4 separate regions of the Mus musculus genome follow, and all the other regions are linked to region 1. The links are chromatin contacts, called in public ChIA-PET and HiChIP or PLAC-seq maps. All regions are on one chromosome and are shown on one strand. The core of a region is the stretch at or near the end of the contact, and the rest is flanking DNA. Distances in the headings are between cores, read along the strand shown. Region 1 overlaps Gm20139 (predicted gene, 20139). Region 2 overlaps Map3k5 (mitogen-activated protein kinase kinase kinase 5). Region 3 overlaps Map3k5 (mitogen-activated protein kinase kinase kinase 5). Region 4 holds the start of Il20ra (interleukin 20 receptor, alpha).

Evidence for each region. ChIA-PET counts read pairs in DNA pulled down with a chosen protein or histone mark. HiChIP or PLAC-seq counts read pairs in DNA pulled down with a chosen protein or histone mark.
Region 2: a contact with region 1 is called in a FOXA1 HiChIP or PLAC-seq map of pancreatic cancer cells. The contact joins two enhancer-like sites. A contact is called at or near these places in 2 of 115 datasets of contacts at active chromatin or transcription factors (bone marrow-derived macrophages and pancreatic cancer cells).
Region 3: a contact with region 1 is called in an RNA polymerase II ChIA-PET map of memory CD8 T cells, with 37 read pairs. The contact joins two enhancer-like sites. A contact is called at or near these places in 2 of 115 datasets of contacts at active chromatin or transcription factors (memory CD8 T cells and pancreatic cancer cells).
Region 4: an RNA polymerase II ChIA-PET map of memory CD8 T cells shows a contact between it and region 1, with 28 read pairs. The contact joins the promoter of Il20ra here to the enhancer-like site in region 1. A contact is called at or near these places in 5 of 115 datasets of contacts at active chromatin or transcription factors (T-cell acute lymphoblastic leukemia, astrocytes, bone marrow-derived macrophages and 2 more) and 1 of 9 other capture datasets (liver).

What each region holds. Positions count from the first base shown.
Region 1 is chr10:19,184,449-19,188,009 of GRCm38.p6, forward strand. All of the region lies in intron 2 of Gm20139 (predicted gene, 20139), which reads left to right. Among named protein-coding and RNA genes, the nearest start is that of Gm20139, 44 kb to the left of the region's middle. Within about 2 kb of position 1,708, at least 168 of the 459 cell types and tissues checked have an H3K27ac peak or open chromatin away from gene starts, as enhancers often do. A contact at or near this core is called in T-cell acute lymphoblastic leukemia, bone marrow-derived macrophages, effector CD8 T cells and 2 more, where this site is marked.
Region 2 is chr10:20,121,750-20,125,310 of GRCm38.p6, forward strand. It overlaps Map3k5 (mitogen-activated protein kinase kinase kinase 5), which reads left to right. Exons shown (of 30, transcript NM_008580.4): 24 at 3,203-3,388. Among named protein-coding and RNA genes, the nearest start is that of Map7, 47 kb to the right of the region's middle. Within about 2 kb of position 1,827, at least 129 of the 459 cell types and tissues checked have an H3K27ac peak or open chromatin away from gene starts, as enhancers often do. A contact at or near this core is called in bone marrow-derived macrophages and pancreatic cancer cells, where this site is marked.
Region 3 is chr10:19,998,312-20,001,872 of GRCm38.p6, forward strand. Map3k5 (mitogen-activated protein kinase kinase kinase 5) reads left to right here. Exons shown (of 30, transcript NM_008580.4): 2 at 2,255-2,394. Among named protein-coding and RNA genes, the nearest start is that of Map3k5, 66 kb to the left of the region's middle. Within about 2 kb of position 1,605, at least 41 of the 459 cell types and tissues checked have an H3K27ac peak or open chromatin away from gene starts, as enhancers often do. A contact at or near this core is called in memory CD8 T cells, where this site is marked.
Region 4 is chr10:19,710,566-19,714,126 of GRCm38.p6, forward strand. It overlaps Il20ra (interleukin 20 receptor, alpha), which reads left to right and starts at 2,022. Exons shown (of 7, transcript NM_172786.2): 1 at 2,022-2,165. The coding sequence starts at 2,069. All of the region lies in intron 1 of Gm33332 (a long non-coding RNA gene), which reads right to left.

The sequences.
Region 1 (3,561 bases), core at 458-2,957:
ATGTGACAGGGGCCTGGTGCCCCAAGCAGGCAAAGCTCCTACCATCCCTTCAGGTCTCTGGGGCTTCCAATCCTTTAGCTCAAGGGAGGACCAGGCTACCTCTCACAGTCCACTGCTTATAAAATCACAGTATATTCCTTATAAAATCTTCATGGTAACCTGAGGCTGTTCCTGGACAGCTGTTCTCTCTATTTTATCTTCCTGGGTCCCTTAAGACATTTACATTTTAACCCTAGATCTATTTGTTTAACCAGATAGTAGATTCTTCTAAGCTAAAATTTAAGACATAGGACACCATAAACATGCTTTAGCCCTTGGGGGCTGAGGATTGTGGGTATTGTTGGGTATGTGAGAGTTACTATAAAGATGAGTAAGTCTGGTTCCCCTCCCCGCATTGTTCTCCAGTCTTTGATGGGACCCTTTACTCAGTTTCTGCTTCATGCCATTCAGATCTTTTACACAGTCTACTCATTAAATGACACTTTTAGGTGGTTATGGTCTTGTTGATGTTGAACTACAGATAACGTAGAAGCAAAAAGCAGACAGGCCGTCCACGGCAGAGCTAAGCAAGTTGTTTTGACCGTAACCCACAGCAGATGTTACCGTCAGGACTCTGTGTACTGTGATGTACTCTGATCTAGTCCCTCCCCATCCCATGATGCTTGCTACGGCCTACAGAGTTGAGTTCTCAAGCAAAACTGTGCTCCGTTTCATGTGCTCTGTGGTTTATGAAGCTCAAATAGCCAGGTTTAAGAAGTTTTGGTTTCTCTTAAGAAATATCTGGTGTCACTCATGGAGGCTCACACCTCCTGTAATTCTACCACTTGGGAGACTAAGACGGAAATAGTGCTGAGATTTCAAGGCCAGCCTGGATCTTAAAACACCAAAGCAGTTGTTTTTATTTGTTTTGTTTTGCTTGTTTGTTTGTTTCATTGGTTGGGTTTTTTTTTTTTTCTCCTTATTATGAAGACTCCTTATCTATTCATCAGTTGGGATCTCTTGTCATATTCTCTCTCTCTCTCTCTCTCTCTCTCTCTCTCGGTTTAGTATCTTGAGTTAGGGCCTTACTGAGTATTCACGATCCTCCTGCCTCAGTCTCCTGAGTGCCAGGATTTCAAGTGTATGATACCATGTCTAGCTTGGCCAGAGCTTTTTGTTTTAAAATACAGTGTCGTGGATAGAGGAGACAGTTTTGCTCTATTGGAGTCTTATCTACTGAAACTTTTCTACTCGCAGTGGAGTCCTGGAACTGGAGAGAAATTCCGAGGGCAGGTCAGAAGCCTCCACTCCAGGGTGTCCCAGTTAAACCTTTCCAGGTTTAGACTGGGAATCCTGATAAAGTAAGTCACAAAAACGTTAGCTCTTTTCTCTTTTCAACATGCCCCTCTGCACAGCACTGGCCTCCAGCGTGGTTTACCAGCGATCAGCTTGCTGAAGTTTTGATGTCCCTGCAAAGTGCCCAGGTGGCTTGTTTTACTTTGTTTTGAGTTCCCCTGGCGTTCCTTCCAGGTCGCAGTTGCACGGTTGATTTGTTGACTGTGGTTTGAGGTCAATAAGAAGCTTATTCTAGAGAAAGGTGGAGAGAAAACAAAACAAAACAACCACCCAAGATTCAATTGCCCGCGTCAAACAGCTGAGGAAGCTGAGTGTTGTCAGTGGTCGTGAAAAGGAAGAGTGACGTCACTCATTGGTGAAGCAGAGTCGTGTGCTGCCATCTATTGGTAATTCTGTAAAACTGCAGGGTTTAAGCTTTTAATGCCACTTGTTTTAAAACTATCTTGGGAGTGGGGGAGAACTAAGATTCATTTCACCTGCTCTCTAAAGTTCTCCTTCCCAAGCAGCCTAGATCTAGTTAAAGACACTGTGGCTGGCAATGACCTATCTTTAACCCGGAAGAAGCTCCTCAATACGGGAGACCAAAGGGACGGGGGGAATTCCCACACCGGCTCCTGACTGTCCAAGCCGACACACTTCCCCTTCAGGATGGTTTGAGGGAAGAAGAGCCTGTCTGCACGTCTGAGAGATTTCAAAGAACACTCTGTTCTTATCCTTCAGATCTCTGATTGCTTCATGGGCTTTCTGAGAGCGTGTGCAGAGGGGAGCTTTTACACCAAACAAAACAGCTCCTGGGTGTTTGATGCCTGATGCTTCTACGTTCTCCAGTGTCTGGATGGTTTGTCTTTGAGTGAAAAAGGACATTGCATTCCCACCACTTCCATTATCAAAGAGGCTCAGTTCATTCACAAAAGGAAATTGATGCCTAAATAAAGTTAACAGAATTCTATGTTTAAAGGGTTTACACTGGAAAAAATAATCACTTAGTGGCAAATACAATTTAACTAATTAGGCAACTATGTATACTTGTGAGATTTATTTCAAGGGAAATGAATGGCCATGGTTCTGTGGTTCTGTGTGTTTGTGTGTGTGTGTGTGTGTGTGTGTGTGTGTGTGTGTGTGTTTGTGTGTGTATAGATAGATAGATAGACAGACTCTTCTTGTTGGATGCTCAGATACATAAATGAGCAATGAAATTAAAATCTTTAGCCCTAAAGCCACAACAGTAGGAACTGGTAATAAGTAGTTAGGTGGAAGCATGCAGGGAAGGAAGGTGTGTGGAGGGGCAGGTCACCATTTTTTTGGGGGGGGGGGGTGATCAAGGTGTGCCTTAGGAAAACTGCATCTGAACAGAGACTCCAAGTGTGTGGAAGAGTTAATCTTGTAGGCATGAATAGGAATATACTAGATGTGGGGGTCAGAGGGAGTTTGTGCAAAGGACCCAGGCTGTGTCTGGAATGGTAGTCTGAGACAGTGTTCATGGTAGTACAGAGGGACAGGTTGGGCAACTCCTCTTGAGGAAGCTGTCTTGCCCTTCCTCCTCCAGCAGTAAGACTTACACCCAGGGCTTCATGCACGCACGCTGGGCAAGCAAATCTACTAAGCTATACTATAACTTTGGGTTTTAGTCTTAAGTGCAAGGAGTCACTACTGTCTTAAACCAAGGAACCCTGTAATTTTGCACAGCTCTTACAAGAGTTACTCCAGCTGGCCCTTTTAGATAGAAAATAGGCAAATAGGCAAGGTAGGAGATCCATAGGAGACCTAAATTCAGTCAAGCTAGGGACACTGTTGGCTTGCACTGCATTTATAATGGGGTAGGGGGTTGAGAAATGATGAGATTCTGTACGTCAAAATTTAATGACAGATTCATGAGAGCTATGCAAAAGAGTGGTCCAGGACACAAAAACCCCAGGATTTTTTGTCCTGAGCACTGGCAGAAAACTGGCACCATATGGATCTGGGAGATGGCTAGGCAACCCTTACATGCTAGACACAGAACACAGTGAGTTCTCTTAGTTTTCCTGGAGGATACCTGGTCTGGCTGTCTGATCTCATTTGCATATGCAGCCAGAAGCGACCATTTTCAACCTTTCTGACCATAATTCTCCTCAGCTAACGTTTCTAGAGGAGTGCGGTGGGACATGCTGTAAACCAACACTTAGTAGGCAGAAAGATCCCGGCTTGTGAGGCCAGCCTGGGGGTTGTTTCAGCAGCCCTGTGGAT
Region 2 (3,561 bases), core at 577-3,076, 940 kb after region 1:
CAAGAAAGTCATTTCTGTGACTGCTGAAATTCTGGTTACCGAATACACTTGTGGGATTAAACCCGGGCCTGGAATATCTCAAGCACGCGTTCTACCACTGGGCTATAGTTTATTATGAAATCCCTAAAATTGGAGGATTTTTTTCTAGATTATTTTCAGTGGATTATCTACATTTTTAAATAAAGCTCACTGGAATGTTTCCTATGAGAGAAAAGATGGAGGACCCAAATCCAGGGCAGCCTTAGAAAGAAGGCCTTGGACACCAAAAAGCTCCTGGAGTACCAGAAACTGCCAGCCAGAATCACACCCAAATGCTCAGATGCCAGCTGTGGGCTGCTCTGTTCAGGACACTGTGAATTCCTTACAGGGACGTCCATCTGTCGCACCACATGGCGACTTGGTGGCAGAACAGGTCTTCCTCCAGTTTACGGCTGATGTTCCAGCTTGGGGCAAGGGGGATACATAGTTAGGAGCTTGGATTAAGTTTGGGCTTGCCTTAGTCAGAGTCCTGGCTCCATCACTTCAAGGCTGTGCCATCTGAGTAAGATACTGACCTCCTCAGAGCCTGAGCTGCTTCACAAAGACTCATGTGCCATTGCTGACAGGAGTCACTGAGTCATGGGAAATTTAGGTCAAAATAAAAAACACTGTACAAATGCGAACTTGTTACCGCCAACCAACCTAATAATAGTTACCTAGTTTCTTTTTTTATTCCACAACCAGAGAGAAATAATTTCTCCCCCGCCCCACACATAACGTTTTTATTGATTCTCTGAGAGTTTCACATCCTGCACCTTGATCACAATCCTTTCTATGTAGACATTATTTTCTTAATGTTTTAAAACCTTTCTAGAGAAATATTTACATTTCATTCTACACTACAGAACAAACCCAAAGGGAATTGATTATCGGTTAGGTCCTTAGTCTATTAACCCATGAAAAGCTTTAATTTTTGGGTGTGTGTATCTCGTATGTGTGTGTTGTGTGTTCTGAAGTATATTATGGGATGTATGTTGCATGCACACAAGTGTGCAGGTGCATGCACACGTGGAGGTCAGAGGCTGGCCTTTGTCTTCCTCTGTTACTCTCTGACTTACTAACCTTAAGACCGTGTCTCTCACTGACCCGGAAGCTTGCTCTCTCAGCTAGGCTGACTGGCCAGTGCACTCTCGGGATCCACCAGTCTCTGCCTCATGATGCTGGGGTTACAGGCAAGTGAAGACAAGACCCCTCTTTCCGCGAGTGATAGGTCCTCATGCTTTCAAGAGAGTGTTCTTACCCACTGAGCCGTCTCCCTGGCCCCAGTTTTTATTGATTACAGTTTAACTTCTTTAAACTGTATCTCACCTTTCACAAATCGCTGACAGTTTAAGGAATAAAGACTAGGGAGAGGGTTCGGTGGACAAGAGCACTTTCTGTGAAAACGAGGAGCAGAGTTCAAATCCAAATCTCTAGCACTCATAAAAAGCTGAGTGTGGCGGGGCAGGCCTAGAACTCCAGCCCAAGGGGAGATGGAAGATCCTTGGAGATCATTGAGAGACCTTGCATTGATGTAATAAGGCAGCGAGTAAGAGAGGAAGATAGCCCAATATCTGCTTGTGGCCTTCACATGTGTGCATAGCTGCATATAACACACACACACACACCCCTGTGCACACAAGGCTAGAGAGGGCTTTTGCAGGAAAGCTGTGAATGCTGAATTTGTGGGAAAGGCTCACTGTCGAATGCTGCCATTGTTCTGAGGCAGGTTTACCCTGCAGAACATGCTGTCTCAGAAAGGAAAGCCCTCGAATGAGCTGACACAGAGGGGCGGGAGTTAGGGCAGAAATGATGATGACTAAGCGGATGTGGTAGCCTGGACGGGAAGCATTTCCCAGGGTAGAGACTGTGCTGTGTAGGACAGCCACACGCGCATCCAGGCAACATGCTGCTGCTGCTGCTGCTTTAAAGACAAAGCTGATGTCAAAAATAAATGCTTGCTCTCCTAGCAGTTCGCTCTCCTGATATTTCCCGGTGTTAGGAAGTTGCCTGTGAATCCTCCCTCTGGCTGTCATTCAGTTTGTGATGAGAAAAACACAAAGAGTGTAATTGTTCTCAGTGTAATTTTCAAATGTTTCTTTAATGACAGCCTTTAGGCCTTTCAATTTAGACTTTTCTCATGAGAACTTAAACAGGGGACCAAGCTCCCAAATCAAGAATATATGTGGAGAAGGTGAGGGTGTGTTTTGAAATTTTTCATGGAATTCTAATGATGGGAATTTTATTGGCCTGGTGGAGAAACTTAATTTTAATAATACAGTTAGAAAATGCAGTATGAACTAGAAATTAGCTTAATAAAAATTCTTGAAGTTTAATGAGGATTAGGTTTTCTTTACAGGCTCAGTGTGCCTTGCTCACATTAAAATAAAATAAAATAAAATAAAATAAAATAAAATAAAAATCACTTTGAAAGAGAGGTCTATTTAAATATGTGAACGTTTCCTTGGTTTGTTTTTTATAACTGATTACCCAGTTGTTGTTAAGGTGGGGTTCCAATGGTGGTGTCTAACCTGGCCCCTTTTACGACAGGGAGTTGACTTTAAAGGCCATGGAAGGGCCAGGCACACCTTTTGATAGATACACACAGCCAGGAGAGAGGTAGCCGGCTGGTACCCAGCTGAGCCTGGCCTAGAGAACCATGGTGTGTGAGTCCGGAAGACAGAAAGCTCCACGGTTCCTTCCATCTTTGCTCTTGCTTGGCTGCTGCTGTTCGTCTTGTGCTGCTCGTCTCTGCTCTATCTTCTTCTCTTTCCATTGTCATTCTCGACTCCCCTGCATCTACTCCCGTGTCCTTGGGTGCACCCCGACCCTGGGTTGTGACCTTTCTGCAGGCAGACTCGGAGATTAAGATTCCATGGCTCCGTGCCCCTCTCTCACCTTAGTGTCCAATTAAAATTCCCAACAGCAGGATTCTCACCGCCTCAACCTATCCCCATCTGGGCACAGCCCAAATGTGCCCTGGCTACCGACCAGCGTGGGCGTACGGCTGTTTCTCCAAAGACTGGTTACTTCTGGCAGCAGTGATGGCTACTAAGGGGAGCCACAGGGTTCAAAGCATGTTGGGGAAGGCCTCTCGGAGCAAAGGTCTTCTGAGAAAAGACTGAGAAGGGGGAGCTCGCGTGGAGTACAGAGTGACTGAGGCCCTGTCGGGTTTTATTTTCAGGGTGCTGAAGAGCCTAAACTAAAGTGGGAACACATCACAACCCTCATCTCGAGCCTCAGAGAGTTTGTGAGGTCCACTGACCGAAAAATCATAGCCACTACACTGTCCAAGCTCAAGCTGGAGCTGGACTTCGACAGCCACGGCATCAGCCAGGTGCAGGTGGTCCTCTTTGGCTTCCAGGATGCGGTAAGTGCACGGGCCGCCATTTCCCCACAAACTCTGCTCAGGGTCGGTTGGTTATAGAAATGGGATACAGTTCAAATTCTGTTCCCTCTCATTTACTCGGTAAACTGCATTCTCTTCGGATGACAGATGTGAGGTATTTATTGAGTTCCCTCAAAGATAAGAGACTCACACAG
Region 3 (3,561 bases), core at 355-2,854, 810 kb after region 1:
GTAACCAGTGAACAGATATCTAGGGATGAATCTCAGATGCATCTCGCTAGGTGAAAGGAGCCAAACCCAAAATGGTATAAGTTGTATGATTCATGTTGATTATGTTCAGGCAAAGGCAACATTATGGGGACAGTGATTGGATGGCAATCACCAGGAGATGTCATTAGCTTGGGGCACTAACTGCAAAAGGACAAACTGAGAGAAGACGCTGGAGGGAGGGGAATAATATTCTGTATCATACACAATACAAAACAAGTCACCCATCTGGATATAAAATTGGGCGAAGCTAAGCCACTTTTGAGTTGCTGTTTTGTATTACTGGATTTTAAAATTAGACCAATAAGAAAGTGTTACTGTCTTGGTTAGCTTCCCCAGATGGATCTCTTCATTCCTTGGTGTTGGAATCTAATGAATAGACCCCATTTTATTTACATCATCTATCTTTAATACCTAGTTCTTCTCTTCATCGGAAAACCTACCGCAGTGTTTTCATTTGATTTTATCACCACATTCCAAAGTCTTTGTCTGGAAGCCTTCCTCTTCTATTACGTTAACTTTCTTTTTTCTTTTGCAAATCTCCTAATTCCTCATTATCCAGTGTTCTGTCTGGCTTCCTTTAGCCCCACTGTAGGCTCCGTCTGTGACCGACTGTGGAGTGCAGGTGCCTAGGGGAGGCAGAAGTCTTGTCTGGGCAGCAGGAAGATAGCTAGCTGCATGATGGAATCTGATGATCTATTTGTTTCCTGGGTTGATTTTCATGTAGGAACCCCCGAAGAAAAGGCATGGTTTATGGTTCTTGCAGTCAGTGTTAGCTTCGAGGGCAGGGGCTTTGGAAGCAGCCTTTTCAACAGTAAGTCTGTCTTTTGCTTCTGTTGTGTCTGACTTACTATTTCAACTCACCAGTAAGTCAGAACCTACATGTTTGAAGTTATATCCCCAGCACCGCAGAAAAGAGAAAGAGAACCTTCGTTTTATTTCCTGTCTTACCTTCAGTCATGGTGAATCTCTGATTTACGAACCGGTGGTCATAAGAGAGAGAGTAAGACGGGATAGGGAGTGTGAAAAGCAGAAGGTTTTACCATGATTTACATTGTGGTGTGTACATTGCCAGCTACTTTTTAATTTATATACCTATAGAATACCTGTGTTATTTTTTAGTGCATCAAACTTGGAACTTCCCCCATTTCTAAGCAGTTTTTTGGCTCACGGTTTTTGGTGGCTACCTGATGTGTTGAAATTGTTAATGTTTGTGTGTAATGGACAGCTCTGTTGTTCTGTAAGGACCTATCTAGCTACTTTCAAATTAAATTTCTATTGACACTTAAAACATGAGGTTTCATTATGGCAGTTTTCAAATGAAGCTTGTTTTTAGTGATTGTCATAGCTACTTCTCTGCCTGCAGGACTCCCAGGTCCCCTGCTTCTTCCCTTGCTAGGACCCCCATAACTGCCTTTACTGTTTTATGTCACATATGACCTTCTGCTCCCTTCTGCAGCCTCCTACCTCAGACTTAGTTTCATTGCTGCATCCCCTCCTCCCTCCTCCCTCTCCCTTCCCCTCCTCCCTCCCTCTTCTCCTCCCCCACTTCCCCTTCTCCTCACTCCCCATGCACATGTTTGGTACATCGAGTTAGTTTCTCTTACACATCTTTATTTGTATGTGTGAATGAGTTGGAGAGTAATTTCAGTTTCATTCCTGTGACATATTTTCCAGTTCTGGCATGGGGTTTTTGTTACTCGATAAGAGGTGTCATAGAGTTTTGGAATATTTGCATCTGTGATTATATTATTCTTCTTCGTCATATTCTATACCTTATTTTTTCCCTTGATCATAATTGCCACAAGCTGACCATATATTAATTAATAATTAATTTTAAAGATAGTTATAGACTAATGAACTTATATTTTTAAAAAAACCTATGTTTGTGACTGCAATCGTCTATGGATCTTTTGGACTTTTTTTTTTAACCTTGTAAACTTATTGTACCTTATTGTAACTTGACATTGAACAGGGCCTCAGCTGCCACTTCTAACCATCACAGGCTTTCTGTGATTTGCAATACATGTTTGATTTCTTTCTTTAATAAAAGTACAGGTTTGTTGAACTTTTAAAAACCCACTTCCAGTCGAGCTACATTTAAAATTTGGTGGTAAACAGAGAGGGAAAATCCCTTCCATTTCCTCATTTGAACACTGAGTTCTTACTGGGCATGGTACAGGTGTTATCCCTTGGTGACTCTGTTTTCTGCTCACAGATATTGCTGTGGTGGAGATGAGCGACGCCTTCCGGCAGCCTTCCTTGTTTTACCATCTTGGAGTGCGAGAAAGCTTCAGTATGGCCAACAACATCATCCTCTACTGCGATACTAATTCCGATTCACTCCAGTCCCTGAAGGTAACCCCCGCCCCTTCACACAGCATTTAACTTCAACACTGTCAGTGAGGGGCACATTGCTGTCATCCAAAACATTTGAAGTAGCTTACATTTATGAAAAGTTAATTCTGTCCATAAGATAATTAGGCAAGGAAGTCTACTCGCCTTGTGAGGTCTATCTAATTGAATATAAAAATGTGAATTGTTTGGTTTCAGGCCCAGGAATAAGGGACTAGGGTGCATATTTTACCTATCAAAGAAAACCTGGCCTCCAGGTTCCCCCAGCATCCCTCAGTTCCTGCCTAGCATACCTACCCCCATCCCTGAACTTTCTAGCCCAGGGGCTGGGCTGCCCTTCCTCCAGAGGCTCCTCCTTCTATAATCCAGACCTCTCCCTACCCCTTTCTTCTCCCCCTTTCCTCTGCCTCCCCCTTCCCCTCCTCTCTCTTCCTCCCCCTCCCCCTCCTCTCTCTTCCTCCCCCTCCCCCTCCTCTCTGTCTCTGTCTCCCTGCACCCTTTCTATCTTTGTTTACACCCCCCACCCCCCCACCCCACCCCCGCCTCCTTCCTAGGGCCCTGGATTCCTCCTGAGAGCAGCTTCCTAGTAAACCTCCCTTTAACATACTCTAATCTGGCTTGAATGGGCTCATTTCACTGGCAGAAAAATAACCTATTATACCCAAGTAGAAAAACTTAGTGTTAGTTTCTGAGTTCCAGGTCAAGTCTCAGTCCATAAGATGGTTACTAAGAAGTCCTCAGCAATTAATGGTAGCATGTGCTGGAATCTCAGCTAACAACATCTTTAGGCAGGACGATTGTGAGTTCTAGGTCCGCCTGGGCTACATAAAAAGAGATCCTGTCTCAGAACTCCAAAACCAAAACAAGCATCCTACAGTAACAGAACTCAAAACAGGCTGAAGCCTTCAGTCCAGACCTCTGAGAAAGAAAGCCCAAACGCTATATGCTAGGCCTGGCTGGCCACCAGGACGTCTCAGAGTATAATTCCAGCTGAAGGTATGCCTCCTTTTTGAGAATGCTTTCAGTAGAGGTTCTCGCTGCAGATCCCCAGAAAACTGGGCATAATTTCAGCCAAGACGGTAGAAGGCAAAAGAAACTATTTTTTTTTTTTTCTGTAAAATCCAAACTACTATAATATCATTTTCCTCCATTAATAGGGTATGTAAAAGC
Region 4 (3,561 bases), core at 772-3,271, 530 kb after region 1:
CTTAAAATGGAATAGGAAAATATGTATTTTGTTGATGTGTGTGTGTGTGTGTGTGTGTGTGTGTGTGTGTGCGCGTATGTGTGTGTGTGGTGTTCGTGCTTGGAAGTGGGAGTTGTGGGGTGATGCTAACTAGTTCATGAGGGTCTTTTTGGTTTTTGTTTTGTTTTATAGAAAACCCAGAAACTCTTAGTCCATTTGACTCCAAGCTAAGATTTCACTGTGATAAAAGGTGACACGCTGTTGTAATATAGATAAGTTGAAGAAACTACCTATGTGATTGTGTTAATTCTCAGATCTCTGGAGGATACACTCGAGTTTATTTAACCTGGGAAGGACTGTTTCTTTACCTGGAATTAACAGATATGCTTGGAAGTTAGAACGTAAGAGTACAAAGGAAAAAAAAATACTAAAAGATGTTAAAGAAGTGCCCTAAGGCGAGCTCTGGGTAACAGGTTTAAAATAAGATGTGAAACTCTCCTCTCCAGCGCATGGGAAACATCACTGAGTTCGAACCTAGGAAGTCCCAGGGCCAAACTCAGCCTTCGCAGAGACATAAGGGATCTGTTACTATAGAAAGATCAGTCCTTGCAAGTGAACCTTGGATTGGCTACCCATGAGTACTATCAGAAAGAACACCAGAGAGGGCAGGGTCTGGCTGTCTTCCAATCTCTAGCCTAAGAGAACAGGCTGTAGACTATCTCCCAAGAAATATGTGTGTAAGTTGAAAAAGCAAGGTAGCTGTCTGCTTGAGCTAGCTCCTTTAAGGCTATGAATGAGTCATATTTAAACAGAAATGCATACATGTCCTAACATTGATATAAAAAGAATATGTTGCTATCATACTGTCTTCTTACTTTTTTCAGGGATTACATATGAATCAGTAAGAGCCCAGTTTGTGCAGGAAAGGAAAGAAACATGACAGTTAACAGGCAGATGTCAGAGAACCGATCACTGAGAAAAGAAGTCGAAGTTTGAAACTAGTAGCTACTGATTGCAGTTTCCACTCCTAAGGCTGGAGAAACAAAAGGAAGACATGACTACACAGAAGATAAAGGAATTTCACTAAATGGAGATTTGGACCCATGAGAATTGGGTCCAGCCAGCGAGGCAAATTCTTCGTGTATCTGAAGAAGCTGGAAACTAGGACAGCTAACAGGTCCTGTCCCTCCTCCTCCAGGGCCCCCTACCGGTGTGAACTAGAAGCACAACTGAATAGCAGGGTCTGCTTTAACCCTCCAGAAGCCTTCAAATCCAATCCAAGACTCTTAGGACTCTTTGAGCCGGAAAAAAAACAGGAGTGAAAACAGGAGTGTAAGGCATTCTAAAAACGGCTGCATCTCTGACTGCCTCCACCACAAAAGGGGTTCTTTGTTCGTCTGTTTTGTTTTCTTTTAGTTATTGAGACTCTTCTAGATGTCTGTTGATTCAATTTTAGGGCTATTTCTCTTTATTTGTGCATTTGCAACAGGAGTCTATGGAGGAAAGAGAGAGTCTGCCTGAAGTACATGGTTAATTTGTTTCTTTTCGCATTGTGTTTAATGTTTACAGCTACCTAGAAAGGAGGAGCCCTGAGGTCTGCTTGCACATCTCTGTCACAGTGTTCCCTGGCTTTTCCTTTCTTTCTCTTAGCTGGGGGATGGCCCTCTCCCATTTGGGAGACTTCTATTGTGTTTTGAGGTTGCATCTGCTCTTCTGTAAAATGCAAAGATACCTGACTTCGGGGTGTGGGGAGGAAATCTCGACTAGGGTAAGCAGCATGCCTAACAGTAAGTTGAGAAATATGTACCTATTTCACCCTTCCAGCTTCTTCCGGGATGAAACCTGACATTTCAAGTGAATGATAAGACTCTGCTGTACTGAGTCAGAGCTCATCGGCTTCTCCATCACCCCCTGAAGCCTGTGTGGACTCAGAACTGAAACCCAGACAGCCACCCTCGCGTGGACTCCCTGCAGGGGGAGCTGGTTGTGCACAGCAGACTCTGGGCTCCATCGCCCGGGTCTCGCTGTTGCAGAGGAGCCCCGGGGAGGCCACGCCGCGTTCCCGAGATGTGACCCGAACTGACAGCCCATGCACACTCCCGGGACCCCGGCGCCGGGCCACCCGGACCCGCCGCCACTGTTGCTGCTCACGCTGCTTCTGCTGCTGGCCGCTTCGGGACGCGCAGGTAGGAGAGTCGCTCCTCTCGGCAAGGGCTACCTGGCAGGAGCCTGAAAGGGTCCACGCCGGGCTCCAGCTTGCTGAATCCGAGCTGGGGTTGGGGGGTACAGGGGTGGTAGTAGCCCTCCTGAGTGGCCCAAAACTTGTACCTCGAAACTGGTGACAGTGATGGCAAGGGGCGGCTCGCACTAAAACCTTGGCAAGTCCAAGATTCATAGCCTGTGGGAGCTTGGATCAGAGTTTGGAAAAGCCAAATCAGCCCCAAAAGGGTAAGCCACATCCCGTTTTCCTGGCAATCCTGACGTGTGCGTATACGTACTTCTGAGAAATAACAAAGCATAAAACAGTAAGACATAAAGCACTAGAAGGATTTTCTCTGTTGTTTTAAAGTTTAAACCGTAACCGCTGGAATTCAGAAAGCCAAGCTGATTCACTTTTTAAAAGTTTCTTTTTCTTTCTTTTTTTTTCCTTCTTTCTGTTTTTCTGCCATATAAAAACATACTCTTTAAAAAGCAAGGTATCTCAGCAAGGTATCTCACGGTTTCAATTAAAGACAACAGCCACAAAGCTTCCCAAAATATCAATTGTAATTTTATAAAATTGATTCAAGCACCTGTGCTCCAGCCTGGAAAAACCAGCGAGTGGGGAAAAAAAGTGAGACCTCAATCAGAGAAAACATGATGCTCACTACCTTTCAGAGGCCGGAAGCATGCACGCTGGCCTTGGAGCGGTTTCTGAACCGTGTAGTCTATACAAGAAGATTATTTTCTAAGTTCTAAATTTATGCAAGTATATGGTTATATTTTAATAATCCAAGATAAGCCAAATGTGAAAAGGCTTATTCAAATATCCCTGATATGAATTCATTTTCTGTTTTTAAAGCACAGTTGAAGTTTATTATAAAAGGTCTAGACAGAGATTTAAGTATGGTCATCAAGGGGGATGAGAGACAAGCATATGTATACACACATATACACACACATATACATATACATCTATATGAATGATTACGGGAAGATCTCTGCATACAGTGAGTGCAATAGAGCTACCATACTGAACTTGCTTGGTGTTAATGTGAGAAATAAAACTTGCTCACTAACTGGGCAAAATGATATTAGAAGGCAGCAATACTCCTAACTTAACAGCAAAATCTAAAGCAAACACACGCACACATAAACACACACACACACACACACACACACACCACTGGGCTTTTTTTGATCTATGAGACCCAGCATTTAGCATGGGACCGACCTCCACACGTACTTCATGAATACAGGAAAACCAGTTAGAAGGTATAGTAGGTGCTTGGATACCGTTCCTACACTTAACCACTGAACCCATGGATAATCTTCACTTCTGCGCGAATATGGACTTTTAAGAACTGTATAACACTAGCATTC